Linked DNA regions of Gossypium hirsutum: all the other regions are linked to region 3. A link is a contact called in public Hi-C data. All regions are on one chromosome and are shown on one strand. Each heading gives the region's core, a stretch centred on a gene start, on an enhancer-like site or on the middle of the called end of the contact. The rest is flanking DNA. Distances are from core to core; before and after follow the strand shown.

Evidence for each region. A called contact is a pair of places that touch in the nucleus more often than the background predicts.
Region 1: a Hi-C map of leaf shows a contact between it and region 3, with 2.1 times the contacts expected there. The contact joins two enhancer-like sites. A contact is called at or near these places in 2 of 34 Hi-C or Micro-C datasets (anther and leaf).
Region 2: a Hi-C map of leaf shows a contact between it and region 3, with 2.6 times the contacts expected there. The contact joins two enhancer-like sites. A contact is called at or near these places in 2 of 34 Hi-C or Micro-C datasets (both in leaf).

The regions. Positions count from the first base shown.
Region 1 is chrA01:116,338,923-116,341,622 of Gossypium_hirsutum_v2.1, reverse strand. It overlaps the pseudogene LOC107925559. Among protein-coding and RNA genes, the nearest start is that of LOC121230049, 13 kb to the left of the region's middle. Within about 2 kb of position 1,437, at least 3 of the 9 cell types and tissues checked have an H3K27ac peak or open chromatin away from gene starts, as enhancers often do. A contact at or near this core is called in leaf, where this site is marked.
Region 2 is chrA01:116,413,274-116,415,973 of Gossypium_hirsutum_v2.1, reverse strand. No RefSeq gene overlaps it. Among protein-coding and RNA genes, the nearest start is that of LOC107925593, 7.7 kb to the right of the region's middle. Within about 2 kb of position 1,308, at least 5 of the 9 cell types and tissues checked have an H3K27ac peak or open chromatin away from gene starts, as enhancers often do. A contact at or near this core is called in leaf, where this site is marked.
Region 3 is chrA01:116,173,409-116,176,108 of Gossypium_hirsutum_v2.1, reverse strand. It overlaps the pseudogene LOC107925689. Among protein-coding and RNA genes, the nearest start is that of LOC107925592, 18 kb to the right of the region's middle. Within about 2 kb of position 1,433, at least 7 of the 9 cell types and tissues checked have an H3K27ac peak or open chromatin away from gene starts, as enhancers often do. A contact at or near this core is called in leaf, where this site is marked.

The DNA of each region.
Region 1 (2,700 bases), core at 188-2,687, 170 kb before region 3:
CTCTAAAAACTAACATATTAATTACTAAGAGATAAGAAGACTTTCATGCTTATCTAATCACCTCTAGCAATTCAATTGGGAGATAATAAGCCTTTCATACTTATCCAATCACTTTAAGCAATTCAGTTGGGAGTCCTTAAAATCCTAGTTGAACCATGTTTTGTGTTTTGTCAAATATGCCACATTCAAATGGACCGAACTTAGCACAAACGAAACCTATTCAAGATCCAATTTGATGGTCCAAGTAGAGAAACAATTTCATTATAACAGGACATGGAACTAGTAACAACAACTTTCCTAACAATGTCCAAGATGAATTAGGCTAATATCTCTGCAAAGAGCTTGAAACCCCGTATATCGTTAGCTATATCCATTGCGATGTGACATGCAAAACCGATGTCCAAAAAGTTGTGGACTTAACAGTCTCTAGGTATGGAAAGCTTGATATCATGTTCAATAATGACAGTATTGGAAGCGAGGGTAAGTTGAGAGTCATTGCTTCAAATGGTGACAGCTTTAAGAAGATCCTTGATGTCAATGTGGTTGGTGGTTTCTTTGATGTCAATGTGGTTGGTGGTTTCTTCGATGCCAAGCATGTTGCACGAATGATGGTTTTGACCCAAAAAGGGAGACCAAAGTGTAATTTAACCATTATTATTTTAAAATTTTATAAATTATAAAGAGTTTAAATGGAAAATTTTCTATTTCAAAGAGGCCGAAGCCACTGCCAGCCCTTAGCTTCCCCGCTACCCTCTAACCCTGTTTGTGGAGTCTAAAACCTCTAATAACAATGTACCAAATATTACTCCATAAACTTAATACAAATTCAATTGAATTCTTGAGTTAACATAAATATCAATGATTTAAATATCATGTAAAAATAAAATAATATATATTAATATAAAATTTAAAAATAATTAATAGAATAATTTTCTTGGTTTTTGGTTGAATAGATTCAGTACATATATTAAATTAATTTGCGAATTATCGTGTGCAATAAAATTTTTTGAAGTACAATCATTTAAATATAAAAAGTAATTAATAAAATAAAATTCAAATTTCTTAAAAGGATAGGGCATACTGGGTACGTAAAAAAATGTGTGGTGGGAAAATCAGGGCCAGAGGCCCATCTAATAAATGTTTCCACGCTTTGTACGTTTGAAAACTCTGTATAAAGAAGATACCGATGGCCAAGAAATGAAACATTCACAGATAAGGAAAAAGAAACTTAAAGTTTAGTTTTCTTTATTTTGGAGTTTATATATATAATGATGAGTACAACTGCTGAGTCTGTGGTGGATAAGAGGTGAAAAGAAAAACTGTGTTTTCCTATTCTTAAATCTTGTTTTTACCAAGACAATATATACATGGTTATTGTTGAAAGCCTCGTACTTGCCTATATTTGCCTTGATGCAGGTTAGAAGAGAAGGTAGCATTGATAACTGGTGGTGCAAGTGGCATAGGAGAGAGCACAGCTAGGCTGTTTCTCAAGCATGGAGCCAAGGTTCTTATTGCTGATGTCCAAGATGAATTAGGCCAATCTCTCTGCAAAGAGCTCGGAACCCCGGATATCGTCACCTATATCCATTGTGATGTGACATGCGAAACCGATGTCCAAAACGCGGTGGACTTAGCAGTCTCTAGGTATGCAAAGCTTGATATCATGTTCAATAATGCTGGTATTTTAGGGGGGGGGTTGAGTTGAGAGCCATTGCTTCAGATGGTGATAGCTTTAAGAAGGTCCTTGATGTCAATGTGGTTGGTGGTTTCTTGGGTGCCAAGCATGCTGCTCGAGTGATGGTTCCAGCCCAGAAAGGGTGTATTCTCTTCACCGCTAGCGTCGCTTCATTGCTTTGCATCGGTGTTCCTCATGCCTACACCACATCAAAGCACGCTATTGTGGGATTGGCTAAGAGCTTGAGCGTGGAGTTAGGAGGGTATGGTATACGAGTCAATTGCATTTCACCTCATGCGGTTGCGACTCCTCTGCTACTAAACTGGTTTGTGACTTCGGATAAGAGAAAGGTCGAGGAGATCATCTTGAGAAATGGAGTGTTGAAAGGGACCATACTCGAAGCAGAAGATATTGCGCAGGCTGCCCTGTTTCTAGCTAGCGATGAGGCCAAGTATGTGAGTGGTATCAACTTGCCGGTTGATGGAGCCTATACTGTCAACAATCAAATGGAGCCTTTATTGCTGAATAGATGCTGCCTTTTGCAATGGGGTTTTAGGGGTTAATGCTTCATTCATAAATTTGACAACTCCAAAAAAATAACCTTGCTTTAGCCCAATGTATAATAACGCATATGCATCATAACAATTGATACTATCGCATTTCATAACAGTTGAAATTAGTACAAGATCATTCCAAACTCTTTTTTTGTGGGACATATTCCACATAGCATCATGAAATAAAATCAAAGAAAGATTACTTGAAGGAAGATCCCATTCAGTGGTTTACATATAATAAAGCTACTTTTGGAATCATATGATTCGTTTTATTAATTTTCTGATACCTCCAACAAAAGAACAAATTTTGAAATTATATAGCAAGAATTTTGTAATATAGAATCATCATTCCCAACTCGAATAATCGGTAACTCGACTATTAAGGGCAGTGGTAACATGGAGGCAATTTTGACTCCACAAAGAGTCGATCAAAATCTAGTGGCTTTAACCACAACAAGGCTTCTCTAACAG
Region 2 (2,700 bases), core at 59-2,558, 240 kb before region 3:
TTTACGAATAAAAAAAACTAAGGAAATAAATTGTATAAATTAGATCGAGAATTTTAGATGAATTCTAGGTTGATTCTTACTTAGATATCATTTGGTCAATTGGTTTATATTTGATTATTTTCTTTTTTTTTTTTACAAGAAAACGTCCCGAAGTTCACATTATTTTAATGCATCACGTATAAAACATCGTGGATTTCCAAAGGATAATCCATTTCAAACGTCAAATCACGTCTATTCTTTATAGCAATTTTACTGAGCATATCCACAACATCATTACTCTTTCTATCAATCCAGTTAAACTGGATTGTGTCAAACTTTTTAAGAGCCTTGCATTTCTGTTTGACACAGCAACCCAGGATAGTAACATCCTTATCACGGTTTTTGAAAGTATTGATGAGGGTAGCATTGTCAGACTCCATAATAATCTTTGTCAACTTTAATATTGAAGCCAACTTCATTCCAATAATCAAAGCTTTCAATTCTGCCCACACAACATCTATGGCTTTATTTTCATAAGCCACAAACCTATCAACATCTCTCGCTATAGCTCTGTAGCCGATATTCCTGTTAGAAACAACAACATCCACGTTAATTTTAATAAATTCTTTAGGAGGTTTTTCCAACCTTTGCACACCGGGGTCAGAGAGATAACAGGGGGTTCATTCAAGTTGAAAACTCTAAAATCATTACTGAGAGTATGAGCCCTTCCCAAACCGTTGTAGCAGGATCGTCATTTTCCTGGAAAACCAACTTGTTCCTATTGTTCCAACAGTTCCAGAGGAGTGTGAAAAAGTCTGTAGCAGCCTTGAAGTCGAGCTCGAGGAGGGTATCTTAATTCCAGCCAGTCGATACATCAAATGTAACTTCCATCAAGAAATCTCTTGTTTAAGCCTCCGATAGTAAGGGTTTCACGAACCTTCGATCATTCTTTCAAAGCGTGGATAAGAGACTCCTCTTTGTTTTTACATCTCGGGTAAGTTGTAGATAAATTATGGCGAATGCGAGCTATATTGACATATATGGGTAAAAGATCATGGCCAATTCTCCAGCTGAACACCTTAATCTTGGGGAGCATTTTAAGCTTCCAAATAATTCTCCAATAAAGACAATAAGGGCCATATCCAATCCTTTTCAGAGAGAGCCAAGAATAAGCAGACTTTGACGTGTAGACACCATGTGGGTTGTGAAGCCAAGTTCTGCTATCATTAACATTAGAAGGAATAATGGGTAAATTGCATATATGCCCCCTATTTCAGTACCATAAAGCTCAATAATCCTATCCCTTTTCCATTTTCTTTGGTCTTGGTCCCACAAATCATTAACTCTTCTTTCATTATTAGTCAAAAGAGGCTGACAAACAGAACTTCCATTAAGACCCTTTATACCCCACTAGTTCCACCGAATATCAATCAGGTTGCCATTCCCAATTTTCCAAATAAACCCATCTTTCAACACAGTCACAGCTTTAGCAATACTACTCTAGGTAAATGATGGTCTATTACACCTTTTTGGCCGGAACACATCCTCATCAGGAAAATATTTAGCGCTTAAAACTTTGAAGCATAAGGTATCTTTGAAATTTAAAAGCCTCCAAACTTGTCTTCTAAAAAAAGCCAAGTTGAATAAATGCAAATCCCTGAAGCCCATACCGCCCATTCCTTTAGGATGACATAAGACGATCCCAAGCCATCATGTTCCACCCATGATTTTTCCCATTATTTGCCGACCAAGTTCGGCACTTTTTTGACTGAAGATCCTTGATAGTTTTTTTCGGGGTAAGAAAAACAGAGAAGGCATAAGTAGGAATGGATTGGAGAATGGCTTTAATAAACACCTCATTCCCACCATAGGATAACAACCTCTTTGACCCGCCCTACAAGAGCAACGATTAGAAATATTAGTGAAGGCTGTTGACTTTTTTTTGGTAACAGGTAAAGGTAATCCTAGGTAACTATCAAGAGTATCAACCATATGCATAAAAGCATAGAGCAAAAAAATTATTTTTGGGCTAAGAGGGTTTTTGGATTAAACATAATCATAGACTTATCATAATTGATCTTTTGACCCGAAGCCCTAAAAAATCTATTTTGGATCTTAACAATTTCCTCAACGTCCCTATTTTTATTACGAATGAAAAAGAGAGCTCATCAGCTAAAAATAGGTAATTAATACGAGGCCCATTTATACTAGCTCTAATGCCTTTAATCGAATTTTCATTCTGAGCATGAATTAACAATTTAGAGAAAGCTTCCATGCAGAAAAGAAAAAGATAGGGAGAGAGAGGGTCCCCTTATCTTAAACCCCTTTCTGGCACAATAGTCTCTGATAGTGTTGTGTTGCACTTGACGACGTAGCGAACCGAACGTACGCAACTCATGATCTTTTGCACCCACTCATTGGCATATCCCATTTTGCATATAACCTCTTCAATGAAATTCCACTCAACCCTATCGTAAGCTTTGCTCATATCGAGCTTGATTACAAATCCTTTGTCAGGGCCGTTCTTTGTATTTTGGAGGTAGTGAACAAGCTCATGAGCTATCAAAATGTTGTCATGAATCATTCTCCCGGGGGCAAAGGTGCTTTGGTTCTGGTTAATGCAATGCGGGAGAGTATCTTTTAAGCGGTTTGCAAGCACCTTAGCCACGATTTTATAGATCACCCTGCAAAGACTAATCAGACGAAAATTAGTCATATCAA
Region 3 (2,700 bases), core at 184-2,683:
GATTCCAAAGGCTAAACGGTGCCGTTTTATTAGTAATTAAACCTAAAAGAAAGAAGGGAAAAAAAATGTTTGAATAGCACTCTGCCTCTTTTTTTCAGAAAATGAAACAAATCCCTAATCCCTTTCTTTCTCACTCGTCAAGCCCCAAATCTCCCACTTCAATTGCCGATTCACCTCCGCAAACTGGTGCGTTCAAGCCTGGATGGATGATCTTTCAGCCTTGAGATCTCTTTTCAACTTCGATTGCAACGAAGCGAAAAGAAACCTTCTGCATATTTGCAAGATAAGGCTCCCCTCTTCTCTTCTTGTTAATCCTTCAATGTCCCCTCTTTGTCTCTTTTTACCTTCCTCCCCAATTAGCACTCTATCTTCAAGATCATGATCCATTGCATTAGAGAAATATATCATCCCTGAGTTTTCACCTTCAGGGTGGGAATCATACAATCTCCCCTCCAAATTTGTACTCAAAATAGAATCTATATTACTCCTAATTCCCACTTTCTTCCCAAGAACTCCCAAAGTACTCCCTAAAATTTGACATCCCACTGATTTCCGCCCCATTCTTCCTTCCCTTCCTCACATAACCAAACACTTATCATAGCCAGAGCCCTTCGAGATTGAGCCCGCAACGTTAAATCCCATCCCATTTCTGCAACTTCCACTCCTAACGCCATTTTTGCATCACAAAATGAATCACTAGGCCTCAAACACCCTCAATAAAAATAAAAAAGAGACAGACGTTCATATTTAAATTGAACATATGAACACTGTCCATTAAACATAAGCTATTTCTTTCTTTTCAAAGGGCATCGTATATCAACTAGAACTCTTAATCTCATAAAATTACAATTTTCTTTCCCCAACTTAGAGCCATCATACTCCATAAAAACCCCTATAAAATTCTCAAGTTGCACTGCCAAACGTTCAGAGAAAAAACCAATAGGAATATCATGGATCTGAACCCAAAAGGGTGTAAAAATTAAAGGAACTTTCAATGGATCCTCCTCACGCTGCAGCTTATATAACATCAATAAATGGTTATTAAAGGTCCATGGGGAACCCTTTAAAACTCTTTCCATGTCCATAATATGAAAAAATTGAAACAAATACCCTTTTTCCCCAAATCTCGAATTTAAACACCTCGGATAGGATGCCACAGATTTGTCATGGTACTTTTCATCACTGGAAAATGAATGATGCTAGCTGTTAGAAAGCAACCCATTAATTGAAAGAACCCCATCTCCCTATCTGTATTTGATTCCACTTGTATTTGCACTACCTCATCTTCCTCCTCATTAATCGATAATTTAGCGAAATCAAATTCCATAATCGAGATTCAATTTGATTAAATGTTGCAATTGTCCAAAGGAAATAGTAGATAACAGTAGGGCTGCACCAAGCCGACTAGTCAAAACAAAGGCAATAAACAAAAAAAACCCTAAAACCTGTCAGAGAGAACAGACAGAGACGTGCTAGAGAGAGCAGACTTTACTTTTAACTTTATCAAAAATTTTAATATAGATACAAGTTAAATAAAAATTTAAAATATATTATAAATTATATTATTAGTCTCTTTACTTTTATCTTTTAAAATTTAATTTATTTATTTTTCAAATTTCAAATTTCAAACTTAATTTATAAGTGAAAGCAAAAACAAATCAATAAGGAATATAGTAGAAATCTTTTACCGCCCATATTGACAAGTCCCAACATGTTATAAGTCAAAGCAAAAATAATGGAAAAATATTTTGTCGAGTAGACTTGAAAGTAGCAAACATGGAGCAGTTCAATTTTTGGACGCAAGATTATTGTTTATAGTAAATATCTTGTTTTTAAAATGAAAGCATACAAACAAGACCGACGCCATTTTTTATCTTTCAGAACAATCCCTCAAGCTATAAAGAGCAGAATAACAGGACGTGAAACCACAGCATCCCAAGCATTGCAATCAAAAGAAAAAGCAAAGGCGAGGGTCTATTTTCTCCACAAACTACAATGGGTCCCGAGTCTTTAGTAACCAAGAGGTAACTAAATCCTTGCATTCCATAAATTCATATTTCACTATATTGGATTTAAATATTTCAATTTGGCAAGTCGAGTTGATTTTAGATCGTTGAATGTTGATAAGGTGGATTTTTACTGTATCAACTTTTTTTCTACTTTGTTTGATACAGGCTAGATGGTAAGGTGGCACTGATAACTGGTGGTGCCAGCGGCTTAGGAGAGTGTTCAGCCAGGCTATTTCTCAAAATGGAGCCAAGGTTCTAATTGCTGATATTCAAGACGAATTGGGCCACTCCCTTTGCAAAGAGCTTGGAAATGAAAACTTCAGCTATGTCCATTGTGATGTAACATGCGAATCTGATGTCGAAAATGCCGTAAACTTAGCGGTCTCCAAGTATGGAAAACTCGATATCATGTTCAACAATGCAGGCCTTATTGGTGATGGTGAAGTCAGAGTGACGGACGCCAGCACTGACAACTTCAAGAGAGTGTTCGATATCAATGTCTTGGGTGGTTTCTTAGGAGCCAAGTATGCAGCCAAGGTCATGGTTCCGGCCAAGAAAGGTTGCATTCTCTTCTCATCGAGTATTTCTTCAAAAATCAGCATCGGTCTGCCCCATGCATACAAGGCATCGAAGCATGGCGTCGTAGGGTTGACGAAGAGCATGGTCGTGGAGTTAGGTGAGCATGGAATTA